Regions from separate parts of the Mus musculus genome. Here regions 1, 2, 3 and 4 are each linked to region 5. A link is a contact called in public HiChIP or PLAC-seq, Micro-C and promoter capture Hi-C data. All regions are on one chromosome and are shown on one strand. The core of a region is the stretch at or near the end of the contact, and the rest is flanking DNA. Distances in the headings are between cores, read along the strand shown.

Region 1 (4,469 bases), core at 200-2,699, 1.9 Mb before region 5:
CGTCTTGCTGTCGTGGTCCCAGTATGAGCAATGCATCATGGCGAGCTCGGGTTGCCGGGCGCAGGCGAACTGCAGGCCGGGCGCGCTCGTGGGCGCGGGTGCCGGGGGCGCGGCGGTGGCCGGGCTGGCGGGACTGAGCTGACCCGGGGGAGGCGCGGCAGCCCCGTGGTGTGGCGGGGCTGGCGGGGGCGCAGCGGCCGCGTGCAGATGATGTGCGTGAGGGTGCGGGTGAGGGTGCGGCGGCGGTGGCGGCGGCGGTGGTGCGGCAGGAGGGCCCCCCAGGCCGTTGTAGGAGTTCACGACGCCCGGAGGCAGCGCCATGCTCTGCACGCGCGAGTACGGCCCGTAGGAGGCGGCGGGGCCCGCCAGCCCCTTGACCACCGCGGCTGCACCGGGGCTGCCCGGGCCGGCGGCTGCAGCGGCTGCAGCAGCGGCCGCCGCAGCCGCCGCCATCTGGCAGGAGGCGTAGGGCATGGGCGAGGGAGGCTGCGGCAGGGGCCAGGAGTTGTTGAGGAACCCCGATTGCAGGTACTTGGGTGGCGCCAGGTAGCCATAGCCATCGGCCCCAGCTCCGGGCACGCCGCAGCCACCCGCCGCTCCTCCGCTCCCGAAGAGCCCCTTGCCGGGCTGGAAGTGAGCGGGCGGCGGCCGGAAGGGCCGCTTCATGCGGCGGCGGCGCCGGTAGTTGCCCTTCTCGAACATGTCCTCGCAGGCCGGGTCGAGCGTCCAGTAGTTGCCCTTGCGCTCGCCGCCGCCCTCGCGCGGCACCTTGATGAAGCACTCGTTGAGGCTGAGGTTGTGGCGGATGCTATTCTGCCAGCCCTTCTTGTTCTTCTCGTAGAACGGGAACTTGGCTATGATGTACTGGTAGATGCCGGACAGAGTGAGCCTCTTCTCGGCGCTCTCGCGGATCGCCATGGCGATGAGCGCCACGTACGAGTACGGGGGCTTCTGCGCGGGGTCTGGTTTCTCCGGTGTTGTCCCGCCTCCCTTGCCGGGACTCGGCGGCGACGCCTCGGCCTCTTTGACTGCGCGTCCGCTCTCCGGAGCCAGCAGGGTCCCCGCCGTGTCTTCGGGCTCGGGGTAGCTGGCCATCATGACAAAAGCCGGCTCTCCGCGGCCGGGCAGCCCGGAGGCTGTGCTCTCCTGGTGCAGGCTCGCCTTGCAGGCGGGCGCAGGAGTGTGCGCTCGGCGCAGAGCCTCTAACTTCTGCAGGCTGCGGGGACCGGAGGCCTCGCGCGGCTCTCACTCTCTTCTCTTTTCCCCCCGGGGAGCGGTCTGCGGGAGTGGAAGTCAGCCTCTGGCCATCGGGAGTCTGCCCAACAGCGAGGGGCTCCGGCCCCGCCGCCCCTCCCCGCCCAGGCCAGTCCCCGCCTCGGTGGGTTTTCTTGGCTGAGCTCTCCCCTCCCCCCACCGCCCGGTTTCCCCGAGGCGCGACCCGCGTCTCTGGCGCAGCCGCCTCCTGGAGTCCCTAGTGCGCCAGGAGCCTCGCTCCGTTCTGATTCGTATGGGCTCCGCAGAGTTCCGCTTGCGTCAGGGGCCTTCGCCCCTATAGCGGGGCAGCCAGCAGCGCACGGGCGAGTTCATCTCTAAGTCTCCTTTTTTTTTTAAACGGCCGGCAGAACTTGGACCGGCCTTCCCGAGCCTCCGGAGCCTCCCGGGCCCAGCCAACAGCCTGCCTCACGCTCTTACGAGTCTTGAAAATCTGCGGGTGTTTGCTTCGCCGAAAAGCCCTGGTTGGGGCTCGCTGCGCCCTGCCAGTGCCCCGGGAATGCTGACCCCAGCGAGGAGAGGTGATCCAAGCCTCTGGGCAGCTTTCAGGTGAAAGAAAACAAAACCCTTTGCTCTGTGCTTCGGGCTGTGCTGGGGCTAGACTTCTAGCTTTGAGGCTTAGGGAGGGGCGAGATGGCAAGGGGGCCGGACCGGGGTGGAGTGGCCGAACTTTGCGGCAGCTGGAGGTAAACCAGCTCAGAGCTCGTGTCACGGAAGGCAGAAGCTTCGGCCTGCTCTGTCCCTCGAGCTCTCTGAGCCCAATTGAGGCTGGGGAGAGGATCGCTGGGAAGAGACACCCAGGAGTACCGCTCACTGGCATCGGACGTTTCGCTTCTCTGTGCTGAGGTGGATGTAGGGACCAGCTTTCTCCTTGGAACTCGCCTTGCAATCCCACAATTTGGGTGTGTGTTTTAAAGATCAAGTGGTATCCCTTGTACTCTGGCTTGGACACAGACGAGGATGTTGCTGAGGGGCTTTGGGGACTGTTGCGTGCACAAGTGTCACGCGTGGAAGGCACGGGGCAAAAATCTGTTCTTAAAGACACACGTGATACTGCGCAAGTGTGCTGTTCAGAAACCCAGGTATGCTTATATATGTACAATGTGTGAGACTTGTATTTGCTTATTTTTGCTTAGTGAGGTGTATGAATCAAGCACCAGAGTACATGGTTGTATCCATGAACATGGTTCGTGGATACAACCTCTTTTTTTTTTTTTTTTCCTGTCTTCCTTTGTCCTTCCTACCCTTACAGCCGTTACCTGCATCTTCTCCTTCCAGCATAGGTAAGGAAGGAAAACCACAGGCTGGGGAGGCGCTTTCTCGCGTCCCAGTCACGAATGGACAGTAGTCTTTCCCCTTGTTTTTAAGATAATAGCCGAAGTCTGGTGGGGATCCAGTTACATCTCCGAAAATAGAAAACGGACTTAGAGGAATTCCTTCCGTGCCAGCACAACATCAGGTGTGCCCTGTCACTCAGCCTTAACACAGGTTTGCAGTCTTGGAAGTGTGAGAGAGGCTGAGGAAGAGTGATCAGACACGTTGTGAAGGATAATGGTCTGAATGAATGATGTGTGCCAGTCACACATCTAGGTGGCTATCCCAGTGCCTGTTTCTACCTCTTTCTTTCAGGTTGCTTGGACTTTAAGAGTTCTCCAGAATGCCACGAGCCCACACTGGCCAGTGGCTCCAGCGGTCCGAAGACCATTTATCTACAGTGTGTGCTTGTGCTTCCCACTTTGAGATGAAGGGAAAGGAGGACTCTGTGTGTGTGTGTGTGTGTGTGTGTGTGTGTGTGTGTGTGTGTGTGTAGTCCAACATCTCAAAGATGACTACAGAGAGGTCAGCCAGGCAAACCCGGCCTAACCACCAGGATACAAGGGAGGTAGGCTTCTCTAAATTTCTCTGAGAAATACCCACATCTAGCCCTTATTGACAGTATCCCCAAGTAGCCTCCATGTTTTTCTAAGCTATCCCTCACCGCCCTGAGCACACTCAAGAGACAAACAGCACTTCTTCAATACTTGTCTGTTTTCTGAGCATGCCTGCAGGTGTTTGTCTTCTTCCTCACCATCAGGCATGCCCAGGTTATGGGTCTGGATCTGAGTCTGCTTGGTTCTGGGCAGGGGAAAAATATCTGGCTTTGGTCGGGACCAAAGAGGGTGGAGGTCGGTCTCCCTCTTCTTCATTTTTTTCTTTTTTTCTTCCTTTTTTTTTTCTTTCTTTGACCACCCAAGCTGACCCTGGGTCTCATCCCCCACCCCCTCCACGGCTCCATTTCCGGCCGCTCAGCTCCTCCTCAGCAGCCAGGTGTGACAGAATTGTTGCATGTGTCATCGCTTCCCTGAATTCCTCTGTCGGCTCCCTTTTCAGTCTTTAAGGAGCCCGAGGTGTGTGTGTGTGTGTGTGTGTGTGTGTGTGTGTGTGTTGGGATTGTAGATCAGAATCTCTTTTAGGCTTTTTTTTTTTTTTTTTCTGAGTGGAAATAGGAGTCACACATTCCTGGGAACTGACTTCTTGCTGTCCTTTGCAGGATCAGCACCCTAATCCCAGGTGGAGAAAGAGTGCCTCTTGTGCGCACAAGGCTGGGAAACACAACTGCAGGGCGCCCCGAGGGATCACCTTCCAGACCCTGGGTGAGCAGCCAGAGCTAAGAAGACTGGGACGAATGTGCTTGCCTGTTCGGTGGTACAGCAGTAGGTGGATAGAGCAGGCACTCTAGGAAGTGGCCGGGTGGACTTTGATTCACTTCTCACTCCTACCCAGTCCCCTTAGGCAGGCTGGGTAGGGACCCAGGTCTCGACTATAGTAGGATTCTGTTCCTCTAGGCCTGTGCGGCCCCGTTGTGCGGCCCCCACAACTTTCACCCGTTTCATTCTGGCAAGGTTAAGCACCATCCACTTAGTGGCAGAGGCCTCGGTCCTGAGCCAGGCGGAGGAACTCCGTGTTTCTCTGGCCGGGGTTTTCAGGATTCCTCAGCGCCTCCAGCTCCTTGTGCCTCTAGAGAAATGCCTGCCCATGCCTTGCCGGGGAGCCAGGGACAGAGCAGAAGCCTCTCAGCAAGCTGGTCTAACGCTCCGAAGTCTCGACCGCCGCCTACGTGAGCAAGTCGCGGATCCCCGGTGAAGATGCTTTTCTCCCGGGCCGAGCTTCCTGCAGCTGCCGCAGAAACACCGCGGACCGCCACGCGAGGCAGGCTA
Region 2 (4,525 bases), core at 1,346-3,845, 1.0 Mb before region 5:
AAAGTAGGTAAAGATGGGGACATTTTTGCATTTATTAAGCATTGACCACGCACAGCATATTGAGTGCCTCATATTCATTTTTCACTTCTTGTAATGACCTTAATGCAGTGGATATAGTATTGCCTAATCAATTACTCCCAAACACAGTGACTTAATGGAACAACCATTTATATTTTTTTAATTGTCAGCTGGACAGTTCTGATGTGTGCCCAGCTTGGCTGATCCTGCCTGAGCTTGTTCATGTGTCTGTGGTCAACGTGTGGGTTATTTGTGCTGATCAGGTTAAAGTAGCATTAGCTGTCTGGAACATCTCAGGGATGTCGTATCAGCGTACACCAATGTCTCTGACTCTCCTGCAGGTTTAGCCTGAGTTTCTTCTTATGACAGGCAGGTGTCCAAGAAAGAAAAAAAAAATCAAGAATGCTACTGTCCAGGGGTAGAGCAAACCACACAGCCAATCTAAAAGCCGGAGTGGGAGAGCGCCATCCAAGGGAACAGCTCCAGAGAACCATGACTAAACAGAGGCTACTGCAGAGCTTAATCTAGCAGACACTCTCATCCTCCTTCACAAGAAGCGAAGGATGAGAGACGTGCTGCACCTGTTGGTAAGCGCCCTTTCCCTACTGTGTTTCTCTGTGATGTTCTTTCCTGGCCATTTCTTTCTTGGGGATGTTTTATAATTCTCTGTTCTGCTTCTTTTCATTCTCTGTTCTGCTTCTCATTATTTGGTCTGAATTTGAAACTTCATGTCAAATACTTGGGACCAGATGACTTTAACAACAGTTAGCTTAAGGACCTCCAGGGATGATGTTCAGTCAGTAAGGAGGTTCTTGTCTGAGTAAACAAGGGGGGTAAATATCAGCCAAATGGGATGGAGCACAAAGGATAAAAAAATGGGTCGATTTTACATTTCTCTCATTCACTGGCTTCTCTGACTTTGCATGGTCAGCATCTACCTCCTTCTGGATTATAACTTTAAAATCTGAGAAGGGTGAGAGGTCTCTTGATGTTGGCTTGGAACTTGGTAGCTCTTTACCTTGGGTAAAGGAGTGACCTTACTCCAGAAACAAGAACAATAGCACAGGTGTTGCTTCATGGACTAAAGGGGACCTGCTGGCCAAAGAGCTGAGTCCCCTGCAGCCACCAGGATTTGCAGCTGTTGAGCACCTCTTGAGGTCTCAAATGTTGAAGTTTGTTTTTAACACCACAGTCTCCCAGTGTGCTGCCAGGACCACACAGGGAGGCTGGGCAGCAGAAGGCTCTTAATGTATTTTATGGCTTGGTTGAGTACTCCGAACTACACTTATTAATTATGAGATGCTGTTCAGTCAGTGTTGCAATATACACATTTGGCTAATTGATTTGTACAGGCTCATATCGAGCAACATAAAGAATGTGCAGGACCATAAAGCGGGGGACTTTAACTGCTTTCATCCCCTTTGGCTTCTCCAAGAGGGACAAAGACCTTGTGTCCTTCATTGCCTAACGGGGCATCCACAATCATTTAGTGCTCAGGAAATGTCTTGAACGGGATGATGAATGAAAGGATAATTTTGTTTGTTTCTGTGTTTTTTGTTTTTTTTTTGTTTTTTGGTTTTTTTTTTTTTTTTTTTTGCCTCATTTCTCAACTGCACATGACCCTTGGATCGTGAGAAAATAGTACATCTATGGAAATATAGTGATTTCTTCCGAGCGGTTAGTTGATTTTACTGGGAACCTTCTTGATCCTTTGGCAGCCTGATGGTGGTTGGGGGTGTATTGTGGTGGAGAACTATATGAACCCCACCTCCAGAGACAGTGTTCCTTGGCTTGAGATTTTAGAAGGCATGATACCAAATGGCATACTCTTACCTAGGTAGTGACAATGTAAAGGTGGCAACTTCTGAGGGAGAAGTTTGAATGTGCTTCCCACTGAAGACTGACAGTTGCCTTTTCTGACTTTAGCTAGTCCTTTTGACTCTAGCAGTGGCTGTGCCTGCTTCACTGAGATGGCACAGAGCCCGGGCATTGCTACGCAGGTCCTAAGTGATCTCTGCCCTACAACTCCTAGAGGCAGTGGCCTTTTGCAGCTCTAGTGAGCGCCTGGCGCCCTCCCCAGACCAGGCGGCATAGAGCGTCCATCCCTAGACCATATCCAAGGGCAGGGTCCACAGAGACAGCATCCTGGCCCCTCCGCAGGGATGTCGGTTCAAAGGGCGCATCACAGTAGGGTCGCCTGCATCTTTACAGAAGGTCCTCGGGCGATCACTTGGTTGTGGCGCTCGCAGTGCCTCGGGGCTGCAGTTTGGAGAGCCGCAGGGGGGGACGCCAGGCCCTAAGGCTCCCCTGGAGCCTCCCGCATGGGTTCCACCCGCCGGAACCGGCGCCTGACCGAGTCGGATCACGCGAGCGAGCGGCATAGGGGATGGCTGTGGAAAGTTGGGGGCCGGAGCTGCGAGGCGGGGGAGCGCGCAACCCCGCGCCGATGTCCGCGTCTCATGAATATGCACGAGCCACCTCCCTCCCTCCGTGACGTCACGGGCCGTCCCGGGGTGAGCGCTGGAGCCGCTCCGGGTCCGCGCCAGTGAGTGCTGCTGTTGCGGGAGAGCGAGCGACGCGGCGAAGGGCAGCGGAGGCGGTGAGTGAGGGCGGCGGCGGCGGCTCCAGAAGCGCACCCGGCAGCTCCAGGGAGGCGGCGCGGCAGGCACCGGCGGACACCAGCGGACGCCAGCGGACACCGGCAGGCGAGGCCGGCGCGAGCGGTAGGAGGCGGCGGCTGCAGCTCGGTGGCGGCTCAGGCGGCGAGGATGCTGCCGGGGAGGCTGTGCTTGGTGCCGCTCCTGCTGGCGCTGGGCGTAGGGAGCGGCGGCGGCAGTGGAGACGGCGGAGACAGCCGGCGGCGCCGCCTCCTCGTGGCGAAAGGTGGGTGCTGGGGAAGTTTGTTCCTCTTCTGGAAGGAAGCAGGGCGGGCTCGAGGGTGCAGACCCTGGACTTACTCGTCTAACACCCGCCCTTTCTTGTGGCAGCTTCGGCTTCTGCGCGCACCGTCCTCGAAGTGTGCGCCCTAAACTGTGGACCCAAGAGGTTCTCCAGCCCAACCTCTGGGCGGGGTCCAGGCGCCAAGGAGAAGGGGAGGTCTATGGAGTATAGAGAACTTTGGGGGCCCTGTGTGCTGGGGTGGGAGCATCGCGGGGCTTGGCTCAGGGATGCTTTGAGCAAGGCAGGACATGGGCGCTGTAGCGGGGGCTGGGGAGTGGGTGAAGCAGGTGTCTGTCTGCTTCTGCTTTGGGGGCAAGAACCAGGGGCGTCTTCAAAGCAGCGAGACGAGCTGGACTGGCACTCCAGCTTGAGGATGGCGTGGGAACTTGTAGGCTCCTGAAAGCCTTGCCCGCACCCAGGCGCTCCTCCTGCTCCTCCGCAGCGCGGGCTCTGGCTCCCCTGGGAACTCACGCCCTCAAGATGGGCAGAGTCCGGAAGAAGCGCGGGATGTGATGGTTGCTACTGCGGCTCACACTCTGCTTTTCTTCGGAGGACCGAGCCTCCGAGCCTAGAGCTCCTCTCTGGTCTTTATAGTTGATCTTGACCTCTCTAATCCTCTAAGATTCTCCTGAACGCTGGCGTTATCAGGGGAACCTGAAGCCCGCAAGCCCCAGACTTTGACAGCTGTCTGGGAGCGCTGGGAGAAGCGCAGGTTGGGGAGCCTGCATCTGGAGGGCGGGTCTGGAACAGAAGGTCACGCGGTAGCCAAAAGCTGGGAAGCATCGCAGGAGCCCAATTGGGGTGGATGATGGTGGGCTCAGGGAGACTGTAGCAGATTGCAGGATGGAGCGTTTGGCTTAAGTGGTAACTTGTTGATTCTCTGCACTGTTGACGAGGAGGGCGTGCTTTTGATTTCTGCCAGGTGAACGGGTGACATATGGTCCTTGGAATTCTGTCTGGCGATATTTTGAAAACAGAGTTTTTGTCCTTGTTGGAAAAAGATTCCCAAGTAGAGACAGCTTGATTTAGAGGTTTGTTGGCTGAGCTGGTATGAAAAGCACAGCAGCCTGGATCTCTCCGGAGACAGGGCAATTGGGGAAGCAGGCCATTCCATTTGCCTTGTCTGGACTTTGAGAGCGGCCTCTCCTGACATTTGCAAGTGATAAATTTGGGAAAAGAGGTGCTCCTATTCTTTTTAATCTATTGATTTCTGGTGACATAAAATGGAAAAGATTTTATGCACAGGTGTCTTTCTAACACGTACCTCTCCTCTTCCTCAAGGAGTTTCTTTTTCCCTTTCTTTCTTTCTTCCTTTCTTTCTTTCTTTCTTTCTTCCTTTTTTCTTTCTTTCTTTTTTTCTTTTTTTGAGAAGACAGAAAAATTCATCATGAAAATGTCTTTTTAAAAGTGGTATGGTAAAAGGTTGTCTGTATGAAGGGACCAATGTACTATGCTGTTGCTGTTGTTCTGGTGAAAATAAGGATAGAAACCGAGCGTCCGAACAGTCTGTTCTTCCAGTACGGACACTTTGACAGGTAGGCAGATTTCATCCTTTCAGGGGAGCTCA
Region 3 (4,053 bases), core at 918-3,417, 1.3 Mb before region 5:
TGTGTATATATTATACATGTGTATACCATACAATATATACATACATAATACACATATATGTATTAATAATAAAGAAAGAAAGAGGCATGAATTTGAGAGAGCAAGGAGGGATATACAGGAGGGTTTTGAAGGGAGAAAAGGGGGGATGATGTAATTATATTATAACCTTAAAAATATAAAGAAGATATTATAAATACACACACATGTAAATGCCAAGCAGCTGACAGGTGTTTCCTGAAGCCACTCTCTCAAATCTGTGCTGGTCTCAAGTTCTGAGGGGTCCTCAGCAAGGGGCCAGCAGAGACGGTGCCTCAGGGGAGAGAGCTGCCAGTGGAAGAGCTGCCTCTTGGGGCTGGCGGGATCAGGTGGTGCTTGCTGGGAAATGTGTACCTAGACCAGCAGTTCTCAACCTGTGGGTCGCAACCCCATTTGGGGGCTCACATAGATATCCTGCCTATCAAATATTTAAACTATAATTCATAACAGTAGCAGAATTACAGTTCAGAAGTGGCAATGAAATAATTTTTATGACGAGGTCACAACGTGAGGAACTGTATTAAAGGACTGCAGGAGCAGGAAGGCTGAGAACCACTGGCCTAAATGCTAAATGGAAACAAGGCAGCTTCCCTCACAAGGCTCAGAGTCCGCATGGTAAGTGGCCAACCTTGCACAGGCTCCAGGAGAGCAGGTCTTGTATCTGGCTTCTCCTAACCCTTAGTGTCAAGGGAAAGGCATGAGCCAAGTGTTTCCAAAAAATGGTTAAACCAGTCCTCAACTTAGAGAACAGGCTGTATTGTGAGAGTTTACTCATCTGTCAGAGGGGAATGTACTAAGGCGGGGGGGGGGGGGGGGGAAGCTTACTCTGAGACAGACACCTCAAGTTCAGTCTTGAGGAGCAGAGATACCTTCACCCCTGCTGTGCCCGCTGCTGTCTGAACAGCTCTGGCAGCTGCTTCCCACAAACCCATTTCCTGGTAGTACAAGCAGTCCCATCTTAGAACAGTGGCTTAAGAAACTGCCGAGGCAAATGCCCTGATCAAAAGCAACTCGGGTAGGAAGCCTTTATTTGCCTTGCTCTCCCAACGTCACAGTCCCATTAATGATAGAAATCCAGGCAGGGGCTGAAGCTGAGGCCATGGAGGACCACTGCTTCCTGGCTTGTTCTCCAAGGCTTGCTCAGCCTATTACAACTAAGGACCACCACTGGGGTGGGGGACGTGGGAAAGGGTGTGGTGGAATCCCCCACTGTGGGCTGAGCCCTCCTACATACATCAGTAATCAAGAAAATGCCCCCACACCCTTTTGGTCAGGTTAGTCTAATGGTGGCATTTAAAAACTCCAAGTTCTCTCTTTCCAGATGACTCACTTGTTGACGTCGACTAACTAGGACAGGAACTCGCAGGCACCAGCTCTCTGCAGGACGATCCCAAGGGAACCTCCTTCCCAAGCCTTACTTTATGTCTGGAATTCCGTCATTCACGGGGTAGCTTTAGCTCCAGCAGGTTTTGCTGACGGGAAACGTAATAAAACTTCTCCAGCACCCTGCGCTTTTATTTACTTATCTTAAAAATTATCTCCACAGCTCCTACTAATTTGAACTGTCATACTTTAATGTGTGTGGTTTGCCTTTGCTGGAGGTCTCCTCGCTAGTCTGTGCTCTGCGGGGCAGCACGCTACACGTGACAATCGCTGGAACCCCACTTAGGCCAATAGAAAGAGAACACTGAACAATACGCTGTAATTGTCACACACTTACTTTTAACTGACTGTAAACGTGCTGCAGGGGGGATCCGAACCCGTGTCAGCTCGAGCCAATCGGTCAGAAAAGTGACCGTGGGGCTAGCGTGGTTCTGCGCTCCACAGCCATCTGACTCTGTCGTGCGCGCGCGCGCCCGAGTCGCCGCCCCCGAGAGTCACGTGGGCCTGGTAGGTACGCGGGGACTCAAGGCTTCGTGGACACCCACGCGGGCGAAGCAGGCAGCCAAGGTCGCTGGCTGTGCTTACCTGCGCGTCGCGGGGCTCCGCTCAGAGTCAACAGGGACCGCGGATCTGCTGCTCGACCAGGATGGGTCACCCCGCAGATCGCCCTAAGACTAACTAGTCTTGACCCAGGCTGGGGGCGGAGCCGCGAGTGAACTTGACCTTGCGCTCCCAGCTTCCTGCTGTGGGCGGAACTCCCGGGAGACAGAGCGGAGCTTTGCCCCGCCCCCTCAGCGACCTAAGACCACGCCCCGTGCCCCGCCCCCGCTCTTCAGGTCCTCAGTAGATTGTCATCTGTGGCCTTTCTGCTCTGTGTTTTCATTTTTTACTTTTTTTTTTAGTTTTGTATTCTGTTTGTTTCTTTCATCTAACTTTCACTCTGGTTTTTAAAAGCCTGAATTAAAACCATATCAAGCAATGTATGAACAGTTCTTAAAGTATAAAATAGCTACTTACAATGAAAGAAACAAGCCCCTCCTGTTCTGCTCTACCTAGAGCCCTTTTTCATCAGTCCCTTCCTTGGATGGTCACTTTTTGTCGCAAAAAAAAAAAAAAAAAAAAAAAAAAAGAAAGAAAGAAAGAAAAAGAGCTTACATAGCGATTTCTTGATTTATCTATTGACTTTCTGCCATGTTAGATGAGGATTTACTCTTCCTGGGCCCCTGCTTCCCTCTTCTGACACATTTACACCTCTATTCTCCAGCTCTGCCTTGGTGAGGATAAAGGTTGTGGGGGGATGGGGTTCTGAAGCTGGCACAGTTTGGGGGAGGGGAAAATGGGGGCTATTTTAGAAAGAAAATACAATTAGGACTTTCTGGCAAGTATATTCATTCATACTAAGAAATTGCAACCGAATCCTTGGAGATTCAGGACCTACTCCCGGAGGTCTTTGTGTAATTTAGAACCTTAATTTGCCTCGCTAATGCAGAGTAGTTTCTCAGCCTCCCATAACCCTCTATAACTGCCCAGCCCTCACAAGAAGCTTCACCGTGGCCTGTCAATCCTAATGGAGTGAGTTGCAGGGTGGGGGGAAAAATCAAGGGTGATGTCAAGGCTTGTGAATGCTAAACATTTAAGCTCCCCCCTCCTCCTAGCCACAGTGATAAATCAACTCCTGGGTGGAGAGCTAGCTCTGGACCCAGTTTCTATCCCCAGTCTCCCATGATATTCCCAGGCTCTTAGGAAGGGCCACACCTTTGCCATTAATCAGTATGTGGGCACACAGGTAGCCCCACTAAGAAACCAGGGAAAAGATACCTCCCCACTCAGGCAGTAGACCCTGTGCCCTTTGCGTTTCTTCTGGGAAACTTAGGGTACAATGCACCTCCATAAAGTGACCCCAAGCAAGCAGCTTTACCTACTCAGGTTTCAGTTTCCTTCCCTGTAATCAGTAGAAACAACCCTCTACCTCGATGGCTTTGGAGGAGGTTCAAGCAGCACGATAGTAGCTAAGTGTACAGTGTCCTTTGGATAGTTTCTTACTGATGCCAGCAGCGTAGGTGGTGTGTCACAAAATTTGGAGGCATCTGTGAGCATATGTAGTGTACACACTCCTACAGGTTGGTTTACTTTCATAAATTAACCAAAGGCCAAGTCTTTCTGAGTCAGGACCCGGGGCTGTGGAGGCAGAGACTAGACACAGCCAGCCAGAGAGAGCCTGAACAATGACTTCTCCTTCAGAGGAAGATTTCCACCCTGCATCATGGAAGACTGAGGCCTGGCTGAAGAGAAGACTGGGTGAGAAGCACTGTGTGCTTTGGGAAGGCAGCACAAACCTTATATAACAGCCAGGCTTTAGCTAACATAGCGGGGAGAGGCAGGCCTGAGAAACCCAGGCTGGACCGAAGCCTAGCTGCTTTTATTCTGAAGGGGAATAACAGGATCCCCGTCACAGCTGGCTACTCCATCATAAGTAGAATGGGAGCCTCTGGGTACATTTAATTTCTCTATGACCCTGTTCACTAAAGGAAGACATCTAGAGATACCATCACAGAAAGGATTTGATGGAGAATATGTGCTTGAGTCTCTCCTAAGTAGACTATGGTACGTGCAGTTGAGTGGAAGTTTATAAGG
Region 4 (4,488 bases), core at 784-3,283, 1.4 Mb before region 5:
GAAGTCCACAGGCATTTTTGGGACAGACTGGGGATCGCCTGACACCAAGAAGGCGGGAGCGGCTGTGGGTTCGGCCCGGACGGTTGCTGCCAATGCACTCCGGGTGATGGACGGCCCGGAAATGGGCGCCCTCGGGGGACACGGGGCTCCGCGGGGCGGCGACAGCTGGATTCCAAGAGTGCACAAAGCCCGCAGGAGGGTCCATTGTAGCGATCCCTCCTCCCAGGGTGAGAGGGCGGAGCGGGGATCGGGGCGGGGCGGGGCAGGGGGCGGGAGGGGCGGGGGCGAAGATGGTGCAGAGCCAGGTTTGTCCCTGCTGTTGGCCACTTTCAGTTCAGACCTTCCATTTGCTCTTTTCACCCAACCCCTCCTAGCCTAGAAAGAGGAGGTGTGGAAGGGGAAAGGTTGCTTTTGGTCCTAGTTTTTGTGTACCCCCTCCTTACTTCCCTTGAGAGTTCTTCAAACGCCTGGAATTCTCACCGGTACCCCCCTGGGAGTTCTTCAAACGCCTCTTGAGTGTTGAAAACGCGTCTCCTTCAGGTTTGCTAGCGTCATCAAGGAAGAGGCCATTTACAGGCCTTTGTCTAAAGCTCAGCATCCGTGGCCTGGCCAGTTCCTAGGAAGCTGATGTTTTAACTCTAGGGATGAAGAGCAGAGCAACTACCCACAGCTCTCCCAGGAAATGATGCGAAGTTGGTGGTATTAAATATGCACTGGACAAGAAAGCGCTCCAGGTGAACCCATGCACGGTGGTGGTCAGAGACCCAAGGCTTTTTGCGCGTGTGGACTGACACTATTCTGCGGGATCGTGTGGTTCTGTCTTCTTCCAGGAAAGGAAAGCACAGACCTTTTCTGGAATTTACAGTTTGTGGTTTTTTTTTTTTTTCAGTTAATATATTCTGGGCCCTTTCCATACCTGTGCACGGAAAGACTCCCCAGTATTTCTGTAAGCTTCTATTACTAGCTTCAGCTCCTATTTACCTGGGTCGGGGAGGGGGTGGGGGAGGGGGTGGGCGTGTTCCGTGGCTTCTGATCCTTGTTGCCATTGGCAACAGTAGCAGTGAAGACCTTTATCCCTTCTCACCTGCTACCTGTGTGTTACAAAGAGATGACATTCAGTGTCTGACCTTTTGACCTACTAAAGACTAAATATTTCTTTAAATTCCCCCCCTCCCCCCAACAGATCAGAGCCTAGGAGCCTGTGGAATGAGATCTGGTATGCTTTCTTCTCAGTGCAGAACCATGCCTCCCCCAGCTAAATGACTAAAGGGCACACCATCAGGGTAGGCAAGTGTCCTCTGGGAGAAAGGTTGGAATTTTAGCCCTCCTTACTCTCTCAGGGACTCTCTTGCTGAACACCAGGGACTCTCATCCTCAGCCTTATCGAAATGAATCTTAGAAGATTTTCAGTAGCACTGCTGGTCCTGGTCCCCTAAAGTTCTGCAAAGATATCTCCAGATATTTTTAAGTTCTGGGGTTAGAAAACACACACACACACACACACACACACACACACACACACACACACCCACCCTGGTTGAGGGCCACAGTTGGATTCCCATCACAGCCTTGGTCTGTCCTTTGTCTGCTCTGGCATGCTCAGGGCATCCGATTGTTATCTAGATCCTGGCCCTGTGTCCCCTCCCCAGTTAGTACAGAACTCAGGTTGGGCAGTCAAGACTGCCTGTCCCAGGCCTGTGTAAGGTAAAGGTGTGGGAAGCCACTTCTTCAGGCACTTTGGCCCAAATCATCTAGTGTAAGACATTGTGTGAGGGGCAGCCAAGGCACACAGCTTCGTTGTCATCCTGATTCACTGGAATGGAGGTTTGGGTCTCTGGAGGCTTGAAAGCTAAGCAAACGTTTCTTCCACCATCCACTCCCCAACAAGTCCAAAGTCCTTCATCCTCTCCAGCCACTTCCCTTTGTGCCCTGAGATGAACCTCCTGAGATGGTTTATGCCAAAGTCTCATGTAGTGCTTGACACACAGTAGGGACAGTAAGCCCTGGTCTGTTGCTGAGCTGAGAGTGGATCCTTATGTTCTGGACAGAGGTTGCTCCAGGTCTCTGCTATTCATCAGGGAGGACACAGCTCTAGCCACTCCTTCTTCCCCTGACCACTTTGGCCATCTCCTGGTCTCTCGACCTTTACTCTGAGCTGGTTTGCTGAGCACACAGCACACTAGTCAGTTAGTTTACCGTCTCTGCCTGTCTCTTTGTCTAGTGCCCTAAATAGATCCAAGAGCTCCCGCTCTTCTAGATCTCCTAGGAGGCTTTCTGTGGTAGTCGGGGTATCACCTGTGGATGGTGACCCCTTTGTGGGGAAGGGGGCGGTGGTGTATGTGTCAAATGACCCTTTCATAGGGGTGGCCTAAGACCATTGGAAAACACAGATATTTACATTACAATTCACAACAGTAACAAACTTACAGTTATAAAGTAGCAACGAAATGTGATTGTGTGTGGGGGTGGGGTGGGGGGTGGGTTCACCACAACATGAGGAACTGTATTAAAGGGTCGCGGCATTAAGAAGGTTGAGAACCAGTGAGTTAGGCTTTCTCTTGTTGTGATAAAACAAAGGCAACTTATAGAAGGGTTTACTATTGGCTTAGAATGATATGAGTCTGTTGCTGTCGTGTGGGGAGCATGACAGCCTACAGGCAGGAATGGCTCTGGGGCAGTCTTCAATGGGGTATCTATACCACACAGCCCTCCTCCTAAGACTCTGAAGACGGGACAGAAAGACTGTAAGAGCCAGAGGCAGAGGATAACTACACATGTCTCTATCAGGAAGTCAGAGCAGTGGGCACTGAGGATAAAGGTGAAGAGAGGACTTTGAAATGTGAAAGCCTGCCTCCCACACACTCTGCCCATTCATCCTCCAATGATTCAGTACCTCCTGGGGGCGATACCAACCTGGGAACCAGGAAGGTAAACATCTGCAACTACAAGGGTCATAGCTGCTGACTGTTCTTGTTGCAGCATCAGATTGCCTGTGTGGGCTTTAGGGCAGACCCCCTGTTTTGAGTTACTGCAGTGCAAAGCACTCCATGGATGCTGTGGGCACTACGTTGGCTCTCTGTCTGCTGATGCTCCTTCTGCTCACTGGATTCTGTAAGAGCTGGTTTCAAGTGCTCTTCTGTGTGACTCAGGGGTTACCTGTGATGTGTAATCACAGAGAAACAACGGGGGAGAGAACATCAGAGATGGGAGGCCTCTGGGGGGTGCTGGGGATCAAGGAGAGCTCCTTAAAGAAGGTGACTCTTGCTAGAGCTTCAGGTCAGGCAGAATCAAGGGAGTGTCAAGGGGGTCCAGGGGAGGGTGAGCATGGAGTGGGAAGGAAAGAAGAGAGGAGGGGGGAGTTAGGGGACAGTCAGCAAGCAGAGGGAATAAAGGGGCAGGCTTGTTTATGGCAGCCTGCAATAGATACTCCTAACTGGGATTTCTTCATTCCCTGGTCCTAAGAACATGAGTGCCAAGGTCAAGAGCAGCAAGCCAGTGCTTGTGTGTGTACAGTGGGATGCATAGGAGCACGTGGCACTCCTATGTAGTGGTGGCTAGGGAGGAGAGAGAAGCACTGGGGACTTGTGACGGGGCTCAGTTATCCAAACCACAGCAGGGACACATTTGCAGGTCTCAAGGTTAGCTCCCCAGCGCCTTTGAGAGGGCCATTATTCTGCCTGTACCTCTTGGAACAAGAAGAATCTCTGGTGGGTGTGGTGGCTTAGTCCTATAGCCAGAATAGTCAAGAGGCCGAGATGGGAAGATTCCCACCAGTTCAAGACCAGCCTAAGCTATGGTATGAGTGGGAAAAGGAAGAAGAAAAAGAGGAGGAGGAGGAGGAAGGAGGAGAAGAAGGAAGAAGGAAGAAGGAAGAAGAAGGAAGAAGAAAGAAACAAACAAAGAACTTAAACACCCGTTCCAGTGATAAAAAGATAAGCAAACCTGTCACGTGGTCACCTTTTTAAGCTAATAAAGGACATGGGAGTGGGTTTTTAAGGCTGCTTGGAAGGCACAGTAAGAGCAGGCAGTGATCCCTGGGAGAACAAGAGAGATGGAGAAAGATGAGAGGCAACAAGACTGAAGTCCCTGTGCAAAATTAAGGGCTTTTCAGATGCCAAGTGTCTTAATTACACACAGCTGTAGAATTCTGGGTAAGATGAGACTGCTGGGTCTTTGTTTTCATAGGTTACAGAGGCAGGATGTTTGAAGAGAGGATTTTTTTTTTTTTAAAACTTGTTCCAGTCACATAGGTGGAACATGAGGAGTGAGTAGAGTCTGAATTTGTGTCTAGCTCTGTCTGGTTCTGAAGCCCCAGCTCTTAACCACCTGTTATTGTCAGTGAGGTGAGGATCTACGGGGACCCAGGCCTGCTGGATTTGATAAATAAGCTGACAGAAGGGAGTCACAGAGAGGAAATAAGCCTCCCAAGACATCATCAATATGGAAGCAGAAACCGATTCCCGAATGAAGTGAAAACACAGGGCATAT
Region 5 (4,179 bases), core at 674-3,173:
GAGCACGTACTCCAGAAATGTCCTGGGGAGGGAGGGGACTCGGGGGGACAAGGAAATGTGTGCATGGGTCACATTCCCTTCAGCAGCTCTTCTGTGCAGTCCCAAGAGCAGAGACACACAGGTACGGAGAGACAGACATGCAGATATAGATGAAGCAGCCCAAATAAAACCAAGAGCGCCACAAATACTTGCTCAGAATACCCCTCTGCCACACCACTGAGCTGTCCTAATCGACAAAGCATCATTGACTGCCTGGATCTCTGAAGCAGCTTCCAAGCTGGCCAGTGCTATTCATCCATCTATCCATCCTGCCACTGGATTATCTTTCTGGACAGCAAATCTGTGAAGGTCAAGAGGCCTGCCAAACTGATCTTGGGGAAAAGCCAAGCCCTTTGGATGCTCTCCAAGACCCTAAGTACCTACTCTCGTTTCATCTTACCTCCTGTTTTGGCTCCAGTCATACCACAGGCTGTTACAGGTACCTACCATGAGACTATGATGTCTCTGCATCTAGCAGCTCATTCATGCAGACACTTCCACAAGGAAACATTCTCAAATTGCCCTCCCCAGTCTGGGAGAGGTACCCTGGAGCCTTGGTCAACACATTTCCCTCACAGGGCTGAATTACAGGTGCTTATCTTCTGTGTACATGGGGGGAAAAAAAAGGACACTTTCTGAGGGGTGAGGTCAGTTAAGACTATGGAATGGACCTAATGTCAACTCTGGCATGGAAAGCAGGATGCCCTGGCCTGGAAGGAAGCCAACTTGGAGGTACAGAGCATCCCTCGCTCTGGCCACGCCCTCTTATCTCTGCGCTCTGGTTACCGAGGGAGCCGCCATCCTTCAGCGCTCTCGGTAGCCCTCTGATCGATGATCCTTCTCTCGGGCCTCAGGTGGTCAGGGGAAAAGCACCATGGAGCAGGTGCTGCGTGAAATTGGATTCTGAAAGATGAGTTGGAGTCTGGCCTCAGAAATAAAGTGTGGACATGTGTGTGCCTAAGGCAAGGGGGTATATTAAAGCATTCTCTTTCCCAGTCGTTGTTTCCCGCAGGCCTTCAATACAGGCTCCAAAGCTATCTGGCGACCGTGATGTCTCCTCTCTTCATCCCCGCCCCTAGGGACACCCACCGTGGCTCTCTAGGCACGCTTGAATGAATGGGGGAGGACCCATGCGCATGAATGAGCGCGTGTGTGAGCGAGTGTCTAGGCTAGCCAGTCCGCAGATGAGTGAATGGCGTCCGCGCCACTTCGGCCCAGGGGCGCGGGCGAGGGTTCCACTTCCCTTTCCCGCCAGCTGGTGGCCTCCAGAAGGTGGCAGAGCCGGCAGCGGCCCGAGCTGGGACGGCCGGGGCGCGGGATGGTGGGGGAAGGGGCGTTCCCGGCGGCCGCGCCTTCCGCGGCTATTGGATTAGTGGCCTTCAGGGATGAGCTCAGCCGGATCGGCTTTCAGCTGCAGCCTCCGGGCCGGCCGGGAAGGCGGGGAGCGAGCGGCCGTGGAGGAGGAGGGGGAGGCGGCGGCTGCAGCATCCAGAGCTGGCCCTGGCGGTCGGCGCGCCCGGCGCACAAAGGCGCTCAGCCCCTGGGGAAGGCAATGAGCGCACAGCTGCCCGGGCCCTGGCCACCACTGCAGCCCTCGCGGCGTGTGCTCAGTGCTCTAGGGAAGAAACCCGGTGCTCCGGGGACGGGCGGCCGAGGTGCGGCCCGTGTGCCCTGAGCGCGGGACTCGTCGCTCTCCAGGTCAGGCGCCAAGCTTTAGGGCCATCAGGGCAAGGGCTTCCGCATCTCGCTGAGATCAGCGCAGTGGGGCACTTCACTACTCGGGACCGGACCTCGGCGGCCTCTCCCGAGCGTCAACTTCTCCAAGAACGTCCCTAACTCCAGGGCACCCTGCGGAGCGAGAGGGCGCTGCCGCCGGATACAAGTCGAGAGGACGCGCCGCTGGTTGAGAAGCAGCAGCCAGCATCCGCGGGGTCGCTCGGGCGCCCCTGCGTGGGCGGCAGTGGCAGCAGACCTCTCTCCCGGGAGTCCCGGACCTGCCAGCGCTGGGGATTCCTCCCAGGCAGGCGCTCGCCCTCTCTTTTATGGTAAGTGTTCTCCAGCTCCTGCTAAGGGGTGATCGTCCGCCAGTACCGGTCACACTCGGTGCTCTTGGGGGACTCTCTGGTTCCGGTCCGTGGGAATGTCTCTGTGAATTATGGCATTCCGAACTGGTTGGTTTGCGCCCAGCCTCGGGCGTTGCGTTGAGGTCAGCCTCTGGTACTGTAGGTTTGAAACCGCTGCTCTCCCTGTAGTGGAGACAACACACACAAATTGAACCCAGACTCAACCGACTATGTTCCGGTCGTATATCCGTCACTCTCTGGGGTGACCTTGGGCCAGGTGCCACAACCACGGTTTCCTCATCCATAAGATGGGGGTGATAGTGTGCCCTTTTTTACTAGAGTGTTGGAGGAACTGCTGGGGTGGTGCGGAGACCCGCGTCTGGCATTCAGAAAGCACTTAGATACTAACTAGCGTTATTAGCCTTGTGAGTCCAAGCACATCATCCAATTTCGCAGAGCTGCCTCATCTGAGTGGCGAGGACTAATTTCTGGGGGTCTGCTCGTCTGTGGCTTTTGGAGCTGTGGGAGTAAAGCGTCTAGCACTCAGCAGCCGCTGGTGGTGATTGTTCGTCTCCGACGCTGGGGCAGGGAAGACTGATTGCCGGGTCCGGGAGTCGCTCGCGCACGGTTCCCAGCCTGGCTGCGAGACAAACTTGGAGAGAATAGGTGGCTCCGGATTCTGCTCTGGGAAGCAGGGAGGAGGAAGCCAAAGCCCGGAGTGCGGCAAATAAGTCCAGGAAAAACAAGGGACCCCAAACTCCCGGCTAGAAAGGCCCAGGAAGTGTGATTCCCACCGCCCCGTGGCCAAGCGAGAGCTGCTGAGTCAAGAAGAGAGAAGAGAGCACGTTTGTGTGGCTCTATCTAGAACTTTCAGTCCTGCAGTCCCGGGCTTGGATTTGAATTCGGCTTTCAGCTCCATCCCGCGGTGTGACCTTGAGCGATTCTTCTAAGGTCCGCTGCTCTGTGCTTCCCCTCGCCCTCCTCCCCTCCCCCTTTCTTCCCCTTCTCCTGGTTCCTCTCCCTCCCTACTCCAGGAATTGGTGTGAACATCTCTTATCCTTCCATTCATCTGCCCCTAACAGTTGTTGAGCCTATCTAGATTTAGAAGAGATAAGGGGAAAGTTCACTTCCCACTGTGCCCTGTGGAAAGCGACTAACCCCTGAGGCTTCCTGTCTGTTTCCTCACTTTGGCACCTCTGTCTTTCAACTAAAGCCTGCAGTTTCTATTGCTCAGGGTGATGGAGGATCTTTCAACCTCGCTGCTCCACTCGCTCTCCCAATTGGTTTTGGGCTGCCCGATAAACCCTCTATGCAGAACAACAAAATGTCAAAAGTGTGGTATAGACATCCTTTACAGACGGCCACAGTTTTTGAGACACACACCCTGAATCCATGTTTCAGATTTCCACAGCAAGGACGGTAAAAAGAATTTAAGCCACTTCTGGCAAGCTGCGAACAAAATTAGATTCACCAGCTATGCCATGCAAATATCTCTTCAGTTTTCATTTCTCTTCGACTTTAAGGATATTCAGTGACATAGAAATAAAATCTGCAAGGAAAAACCAGAAGAAGTCAAAAGTCACGGCAGAGCTGGGAAAGAAATGCTACTTACTGCAGTGGCTTCGTAGCTTCCAATTGGGAACCGATTTGGGGTGTCTGTGTGCTGGGAGTGGAACCTAGGGCTCTGTGCATACAAGATAAGCACTCCACCCCTAAGCTCTAGCCTCAGCTTAAAATGTATAAAGAATCAAGACAAGGAAGAGCCCCAAAGGACAAAGACTACAGACAATTTACCCAGAGAGAGTGAAACAGAAATAACACATATGCGCCTTACCTCAATAAGAAAAACGTGTGCTAAAGCCAGAAGATTCAGTTTTTCAGATATCAGATTGGCAAATAGTAATGGCCATTCACTAGCAAGAAGGATTTATCCTCAAAAATGTAAATAGTCCAAATTCCTTTCTAAAGCTAGAACTTCCTCGAGACTACTAGGAGTGAAGACTGGGCCTGCCCTCTAGGCCTGGCTTTCACTGACCCCACCTTCTTTTCTGTCACTTCCCCCTTCCCCACCCCTGAA

The links. Promoter capture Hi-C pulls out the DNA fragments that hold promoters and counts their contacts. Hi-C and Micro-C count contacts between places; a contact is called where the count stands out from the background. HiChIP or PLAC-seq counts read pairs in DNA pulled down with a chosen protein or histone mark.
Region 1: a contact with region 5 is called in a Micro-C map of embryonic stem cells, with 8 times the contacts expected there. The contact joins the promoter of Foxl2os here to the promoter of Spsb4 in region 5. A contact is called at or near these places in 1 of 39 promoter capture datasets (embryonic stem cells), 5 of 484 Hi-C or Micro-C datasets (all in embryonic stem cells) and 2 of 115 datasets of contacts at active chromatin or transcription factors (both in embryonic stem cells).
Region 2: a Micro-C map of embryonic stem cells shows a contact between it and region 5, with 4 times the contacts expected there. The contact joins the promoter of Clstn2 here to the promoter of Spsb4 in region 5. A contact is called at or near these places in 1 of 39 promoter capture datasets (hippocampal neurons) and 2 of 484 Hi-C or Micro-C datasets (both in embryonic stem cells).
Region 3: a promoter capture Hi-C map of pre-B cells shows a contact between it and region 5, with 2.1 times the contacts expected there. The contact joins the promoter of Nmnat3 here to the promoter of Spsb4 in region 5. A contact is called at or near these places in 3 of 39 promoter capture datasets (hippocampal neurons, liver and pre-B cells).
Region 4: an H3K27ac HiChIP or PLAC-seq map of embryonic stem cells shows a contact between it and region 5, with 5 times the contacts expected there. The contact joins the promoter of Rbp1 here to the promoter of Spsb4 in region 5. A contact is called at or near these places in 1 of 39 promoter capture datasets (hippocampal neurons) and 3 of 115 datasets of contacts at active chromatin or transcription factors (astrocytes, embryonic forebrain and embryonic stem cells).

The regions. Positions count from the first base shown.
Region 1 is chr9:98,952,290-98,956,758 of GRCm38.p6, reverse strand. Foxl2os (forkhead box L2, opposite strand) reads left to right here and starts at 1,449. Exons shown (of 8, transcript NR_003248.3): 1 at 1,449-2,354; 2 at 2,525-2,555; 3 at 2,641-2,731; 4 at 2,902-3,154; 5 at 3,803-4,465. It overlaps Foxl2 (forkhead box L2), which reads right to left and starts at 1,152. Exons shown (of 1, transcript NM_012020.2): 1 at 1-1,152. The coding sequence starts at 1,098.
Region 2 is chr9:98,031,237-98,035,761 of GRCm38.p6, reverse strand. Clstn2 (calsyntenin 2) reads left to right here and starts at 2,595. Exons shown (of 18, transcript NM_022319.2): 1 at 2,595-2,901. The coding sequence starts at 2,787.
Region 3 is chr9:98,294,684-98,298,736 of GRCm38.p6, reverse strand. Nmnat3 (nicotinamide nucleotide adenylyltransferase 3) reads right to left here and starts at 2,167. Exons shown (of 5, transcript NM_144533.3): 1 at 1,757-2,167. Gm46126 (a long non-coding RNA gene) reads left to right here. Exons shown (of 2, transcript XR_001779264.2): 1 at 1-651; 2 at 1,358-1,540.
Region 4 is chr9:98,420,506-98,424,993 of GRCm38.p6, reverse strand. It overlaps Rbp1 (retinol binding protein 1, cellular), which reads right to left and starts at 2,033. Exons shown (of 4, transcript NM_011254.5): 1 at 1-2,033. The coding sequence starts at 15. It also overlaps a transcript of Nmnat3 not described here.
Region 5 is chr9:97,016,099-97,020,277 of GRCm38.p6, reverse strand. Spsb4 (splA/ryanodine receptor domain and SOCS box containing 4) reads left to right here and starts at 1,923. Exons shown (of 3, transcript NM_145134.3): 1 at 1,923-2,084. Gm16010 (a long non-coding RNA gene) reads right to left here. Exons shown (of 3, transcript XR_871043.3): 1 at 3,937-4,179; 2 at 2,512-3,651; 3 at 1-2,285.